Linked DNA regions of Mus musculus: region 1 is linked to region 2. The links are chromatin contacts, called in public promoter capture Hi-C maps. All regions are on one chromosome and are shown on one strand. The core of a region is the stretch at or near the end of the contact, and the rest is flanking DNA. Distances in the headings are between cores, read along the strand shown.

Region 1 (3,401 bases), core at 129-2,628, 6.6 Mb after region 2:
TCTGGGCTCCAAGGCTAAGCACCTGTTTTAAAAATGGGCCTGGGGCATCTGCACACTTGCCTGGTCCGGCCAGAGGCATGCACATCCTCGGAGCTTTAAAACAGAAAGCTACCATCCATCCCAAGGAAGGTACCGGGAGCTCAGTGCACTCCCAGGACACCGCTCGCTTGCAACATCTCGGCGCGGCGCCAGGCAAGGGCCCGCTTCTCCAGCCTGCAAGCGGTGCCTACGGGATCGGCCGCACCTGCCCGGCCCAGGCCTGCGGGCCTCAGCTCCGGCGGCGGCCGCAGCGGCAGCGGCGGCGTTCCGGTGCGCGCGCGCGCTCAGCCAATCGCGTGCTCGCCCGCCCCCCGCCGCCGCGGTGAGGCTGGCGCCGGGAAGAGGAAGAGGAACATTCGCCCTCCTCCTCCCAGCGCGCGGGCGGCGGCGGCAGCGGCACCGGGGTCACGAACTCTGACCTTTCACTGACAAAAACAATAACAAAGCGCGGTCCCTCCGCGACCCCGGCGGTGCCAGGGCCCAGCCCGCCGCCCCGCTCCGCACCGGCCCGCCGCGGCGTCCCGGCCGCCCGAGCCCCCGGGCTCCTGCCCTCCGGCGCCTGCCCGGCCCGCGCCCTGCCCTCCTAGCCGGGGGCGCCGGCCGCAGACACGGGATCTGCTCCGCGGTTGTGGTGGCGCCCGACCCTGAGGTAAGAGCAAGCCCGCCGGGCCAAGCCGCGGCGCGGCGCGGCGCAGCGCGGCACGGCGGAGGAGGGCAGGCCTGCGCCGCCATGGAGGCCGCGGAGGCTGAACGCGGCCTTTTACCTTTGCCACGGGGCGGTGGCGGCGGCAGCAGCGGGCGCTTTGCATAGTGGGCCGGGCCGCACCCTTCCCTCCCCTCTCTTCCACTCCCCTCCCCTCCCGCGGCCGAGCCCGGCGAGCCGCTGTCCTGACCGGGCCGGCCGCGCGCCGCGGGGGCGGAGAGGGGGACTGTCCGCGGCCCCGCCTCACGCCTGGCCCTCCGCCAGCGCCGCCATCTTGTCCCCGCGGCGCCGGCCAGGCTCCCCTCGGCGCGCGCCCGGCCTGCCCGCTTCTTCCTGTGTTCCCCGCTCCTCACCCCAGCACTCCCCGCCTGCCGTTGGCTGCCACCCTGGCCCAACCGCCGTTTTTCCGGACTAGGAGGGTGGAAGGGGAGGGAGGGAGGCGTGGGCAGGGCACGACCTCCTGAGTGACGGCCGGGCTGGCCAATCGTTCCCCCTTATAGGAGGGCCACGGCCTGCGGCACCGCCCCCGGGGCTGTGCTGGTTGGTCCAGGTGGGAGAGGGAGGTCCCGGGGGCCGCTAGTGCGGGGTGTGAGGCCGGGCGGGCCAGCCTCTGAGGAACTTGGTGGGTCTCGGGCTGGGAAGCTGGTGATGCTTTTTGAACCCATGGCGCGGCCAGAAGGGAAGAGTTCGTCGGCACTTGGAGGCTCTCCGGGGTTCGCGCTTTCCTCACGACTCTGGACGGAGCCCCTCTGGCGGGCTCAATTTCAGTCCATGAAATTGGGACACCAGACGTTCTTGCCAAGCCTCGCCTCTCTCCTCAGCATTGTTTGAGGGACTGTTCTCTGAAAATGGAGTCCAAGCTACTCTGCCAGCCTCAAAAGTAATTTGCAAATGGTGGTGTTAGTTTTTTCGTCTTATTGTGGTGCTGGGGACGGCCCTGCCATTGAGTAACATCCCTAGTCCCAAAATGGTGATGTGGAAATATATAAGGAACCAACTGGAGTGGAAAACTTGTGAGGTGATTCTCTTTCCTACTTTCATTAAACACAGTTGTGCGTAGCTTTAGACACTAGGACACTACTTCCAGAGATTCAACTGACCTGGGCAAGGAGCCATTCTCCCCCCAGAATTTTGGATGCCGAGGGGATACAAAGGCTCAGAGAATGGTCAGAGAATGGAAGAAACTGGATGATGTGCTGAAGGAATCGTGAGGGCATTAATTTAATTGGATGGTGAGGAAGTCAGGCTTCACTGAATGTTTGAATAGATTTCAGGAAAAGAGCTGGGTTCTGGATAGCAAGCTTGAAGATGGGAAGGGAAGATTTTCCCACACTTTTTGTTGAGTAAATTGTTGCTGATACTATTGATAGCTAAGTGCTGCATATTTAATTGGTGCATTTTTACCCGAACTTGACAGTTGGGATAGCATGCCCAGCAATAAAATGTCCATTATACTAAGCAGGGAATTTGAATTGGACTTCAGTAGGCATTCTTTTAACATATTTATCTTTCCCAGAGATAAAATTGATTGATGCTATGAAGCTACTGAAAATCTCATTTATCAAAGTGGAAAACAAACTTTACAAAATATAATGTTAGCTTCCATTGGAAAGTCTGATGACTAAAATATTTGTGCATATAACATAGTAGGAAGGGCTGGCTAGCATGTAGGAAATCAAGTTTCATCCTTAGCACTGCATAAACTTATGTAGTGCTGCATATCTGTAATCCCAGTTACTGGGGCGGTGGAGGCAGATCAGAAGTTTCAGTGTCATTCTTGGCTACATAGAGTTTTAGGCCAGCCTGGGCTATAAGATCCGGTATCCAAAATAAAATATTTGAAATCAAACAATACCTTTTTAATAATATGAGCAGTCTCAGTTTTAATTCTTTCTTTGGATATCTCAAGAGACAGTGTAAGTTAAGCCAAGCAAACATTTCCAAAAAGAGATTGGAATAAGCTGTCCCAAAGTGACTTGCAGCCCAGTGAGTTCTACACTGTGGATTTTAAAGTTTTCCTGAATATTTATGAGGTGATAGAATCTTCATGAAATAAAGTGACAACCCCCTTTCCCACTCCCAAAGCATGATGGCTCTTCCTTTTGGGTTTTCTCTTTCCAAAAGCTGGAAATTTTAAAATCACAATACAGTTGATATTGTAATGATATCAGATCTTTTAAGGATGCAGACCCTTCTTTCAGGCACATGGGTGAGAAAGTGCCCTGATACCTTTAGTTTCTGATAACAGCAAGAATAGCCTAATCACAGGTTCAAGGCTGTTCAACCACAAAAGGGCGTTCTAATTGGAGACACAGCTATCAATCTGAAGCTGCAGTTTTCTCCAGTTATTTTGTATCGAAATCCTTGTCAGTCTGTAGTCAATCAAACTTTTAAGAGACCATCCAAGTATGGTGGTTGGCACAAGACTTTATCACACACAAGAGTTCTAGGCCAGCCAGGGCTACATAATGAGAATTCTGTGTTGGGATTGGGAGTAAGGTCTGTGTCAACAGTCTCTTCCCTTTATAAGAGGAATTCTAGGACTTTTTGAGGGTTTTTTTGTTTAGTTCTGTTGTTTTGTTTGAGAAGTTGTCTAGGTTGGCCTTTTAACCCTGGCCTCTAGTGATTTCCTGTGTTAGCCTCTGAGCAGCTGAGACTT
Region 2 (3,531 bases), core at 616-3,115:
ATGTGTGTGCCTGGTGCTAGCCGAGTCTGTAAGAGGGTATCAGCTCCCCAGAAATGGAGGGACAGACAGTGGTGAGCTGGGACCTATGGAAGAACAACTAGTATTCCTTTTTTTTTTTTTTTCCTCGAGACAGGGTCTCTCTGTATAGCCCTGGCTGTCCTGGAACTCACTTTGTAGACCAAGTTGGCCTCGAACTCAAAAGATCCGCCTGCCTCTGCCTCCCAAGTGCTGGGATTAAAGGCGTGCACCACCACTGCCGGGCACAACTAGTATTCCTAACTGCCAAGCTGTCTGTCCAGCTCTCTGCCTCTGTCCACCTGCCCCACTGCAAGAGCTTCAATGTCCCCTTCACCTACTAAAGTGTATGCTGCTGTTGGCTGTGGTGTAGAAAGCCCTGCCTGATTTGACTCCTATACCCACTCCACTCTTGTTTCCTCTTTCCCATGTTAAAGCTGTACTGGCTTTTCAGTGTCTTTATCTTTTTGGGTCTTCCTAAAAGTTTACCTGTCATTTCTCAGAAAGATGCTGCCTTATCCTTCCTCCACCCATTCAAAATATACTTTCTCCCAGCTAATACTTCCTCTGTAATTATGGTGGATTCATAATATTCTATGTCAGCTTCTTTCATCGCAGCAGTGATTCTAAGTATGTGGCTTTTTAAAAAAGACTTATTTATTTTATGTGAATACACGGTCTCTCTCTCTTCAGACACACCAGAAGAGGGCATCAGATCCCCATTACAAATGGTTGTGAGCCACCATGTGGTTGCTGGGACTTGAACTCAGGACCTCTGGAAGAGCAGTCAGTGCTCTTAACCACTGAACCACCTCTCCAGCCTTAAGTATGTGGCTTTATACAGAGATGAATCTCCAGTGCCTAGGACACAGTGGCTGCTCAGTAAAGGTTACTAAACAAAGAACTCTGCCCAGCTCTGCTGTCCTGAACAAGAGAATGGCCAAAAAAACCACGAGAGCTTTGCTAGGATATTTTTTCTCAGTTGGATTTGAGTCCCTGGATTCTTTAAACTTGCCAGAAAGGCAAGTAAATGTTGATGGATGGAAGCTCAGGTCTGTTAGTCAATCCAATTGCTGTGTCTATAATTGATCCTGTCTATGGTCCAAATTACAGCTCAGACAGAGCTAAGGGGGCTTGCAGCTTTTTGTCCTGAGTGTAGGTACACTTCATCAGATGGATAACCCCCCCCCCCCCCCAGGAAGCCTTCTGGATTAACACCAGGCAACCCTTTCCACAAGCACACCCCTGTCTGGCATTTGATGTGCTTATCTAATAAGCTTCGGGTATATGCATGTGTTCACTTAACGCGTAGGTGTGTACATTTATGTTCGAGTTGTGTAAGTGGGTGCCTGTGCGTGTGAGCCCATATGTGTGTTCCTGCCTATAAGAACGCTCACATCCTCCGTTCTGGATCTCTAGCTGTCACCAGGGTCGCCTTCAGTGGGAGGAAAGCTGAAAGCTCTTGTTTCGACGGGGAGGGGTGGGGTTGTCAGGTTGTGCCTACTCACTGACCCGGGAACCAGCATCCACCCGCTGCAGCCGTCTAGTCCCTGGATCTGGGCGGCCCAAACTCGCGGGGTCCCCAAGGTGACCCGTGGCCCCCAGCCCGGGAAGCGCGCACGCTGGATTCCCGCCCCGCCCGCCTGTCCGTCGCCGCTCACCGTGGGCCGCGACGCACGTGGGCAGCCAGAGCACGAGACAGCACCAGCCCGCGGCGCCACGGCTCATCTCCAGGGCCCGTCCCGCCGCCGCCGCCGCCGCCGTCCCGCCGCGATCCCTCGCCCGACTTTAGCCTGACAGCTGCCACGGCCTCCCTCAGGCCCGCTCTCCGCGCCGGTTGGAGCACAGAACGGAGGCCAGCGGCTGATTGGCCGCCACGCCTGTTCGTGTGGCCGCACTTTCCTCCTCTGCGCCCTAGGCCACTTCCTATTGGCCAGGAGAAGTGGAACCGGGCGCTGATTGGCCAAAACTCTTAATAGCAACTGCAGTTCGCGGCCCCGCCCCCGCACTCCTCCTTATAGACGCGCCTCCCGGAACCTGCGGTGGGCGGCTCGCGGGGTTGCGCGGGATCCACGGCTCTCCTCCCCAGGCAGAGACGGGCCTCGCGCGAAGGGGCAGGCGGCACGGCGCCGCCTCGGCCGATAAGGGGCGCTACAGAGCTAGAAGCCGACCCGAGCAAATTTCCTGCGCCCGAGCGGGCCGCGCACCTGTGACCCGGGACACTGTTCCCAACTTCCCAAGCTACCTGTGAAACTCACGGAGCTCCCTCGCCACGGAGCTGAGCAGGTGCAGTGAGATCACTCACCTAAGGTGCTTCTCCTAGCCGGTGTTCAGTACTGATAGCTCATTGCACGTCTACCATGGCGTCTGGGAGCGCGGGCTGAGGCGGGACCTTACCGCACCTTACAAACCAAAAGCACTGCGAGACTCGATGACCCCCGCCAAAGCTAACGCGAGTTCCTAGAGCGTCCCTGGACCTCCGACTCCTCTAGCCGGCTACCTCGGGAGCTAACCATAGAGTGGCGGAAGTGGTCCGGCCCCTTCCTCTCCCGGGCTAACGTCTCGCCAGAAGCTTCTGGGCATTTCTCCGGCGCGGAGCATTGTGGGCTTGGGTGGGCGGCCCCGAGGCGGACAACTGACGAGTTGCGGGTACCTGAAGCCGCTTCCAAGATGATGGTGAGTGTCTCTCCGCGCATCCGCTGCCATCCACGACCCTGCGGCCCTGGCCCGCCATGCGGAGTGTCTACAGTGGCTCGTTTCCGCTCCCCGGCCGGAGGCGGCCTTGATCCAAAACTGAAGCTGTTGGCGAGAGCCGAATGGGGCTCGCGATGCCGCTGGGCCTGGAAACCATGGATCTCATGGTGCTTGGGACCACAGACCTCTTGTTCAGCCTGTTCCCCGTAATGGAGGCTTGGGTTTTCGGAACCGAGTGTGTGTTGAGCTCTGTACCTCTACCATAAGGCCGGGTTACATCGCCCTGGGAGGTGCGGAAGTGAAGGCGCGAGCTTCTAGGCGCACAGAGGCAGCGTGAGGGTCTTTAGGTTGGGCCAAGTGACGCCCTGCCTGGCATTGTGGTCGTTTACGTTCCCGCATGTGGAAAGACAGAATCCTTCGTTCCTGTTGGAACCTGTTCGTTGGGGGCATTTTTAGTTCTCCCGAATGTACTTGGTGCTGGAAAAGGGCAATTGATGTACACAGTACCAAAGATGGGACGACCTGAGTACTTTAGGCAGGAGAGTCTCTTAAAGGTCTGCCTGTAATCCTCCTGCATCACCCTTTATCCCCGACAGCGTCAGATACCTCCCCTGTTCCCCTGTGATAAACCTGAGTTGTTAGTGAGCAATGTCAACTTCCAAGACAGAATCCTGTGCGTTTGGCATCAGCACACTCGTTAAGTTTTGCTTTTTAGTGTCAATCCTTTGTCTGCCTTTTGCAGCTTCTTCCTATGCGTAGATGCCAGACAGACTTGGAAACCTGTAAGGTCCTCCCTCTGCTACCAAATTACAGCTTCTCCTC

What was found. Promoter capture Hi-C pulls out the DNA fragments that hold promoters and counts their contacts.
Region 1: a promoter capture Hi-C map of pre-B cells shows a contact between it and region 2. The contact joins the promoter of Nr2c2 here to the promoter of Pradc1 in region 2. A contact is called at or near these places in 1 of 39 promoter capture datasets (pre-B cells) and 2 of 484 Hi-C or Micro-C datasets (CD4 T cells and CD8 T cells).

What each region holds. Positions count from the first base shown.
Region 1 is chr6:92,091,055-92,094,455 of GRCm38.p6, forward strand. It overlaps Nr2c2 (nuclear receptor subfamily 2, group C, member 2), which reads left to right and starts at 1,379. Exons shown (of 15, transcript NM_001347342.1): 1 at 1,379-1,760.
Region 2 is chr6:85,449,437-85,452,967 of GRCm38.p6, forward strand. It overlaps Pradc1 (protease-associated domain containing 1), which reads right to left and starts at 1,866. Exons shown (of 5, transcript NM_001163427.1): 1 at 1,677-1,866. The coding sequence starts at 1,743. Cct7 (chaperonin containing Tcp1, subunit 7 (eta)) reads left to right here and starts at 2,069. Exons shown (of 12, transcript NM_007638.4): 1 at 2,069-2,691. The coding sequence starts at 2,686.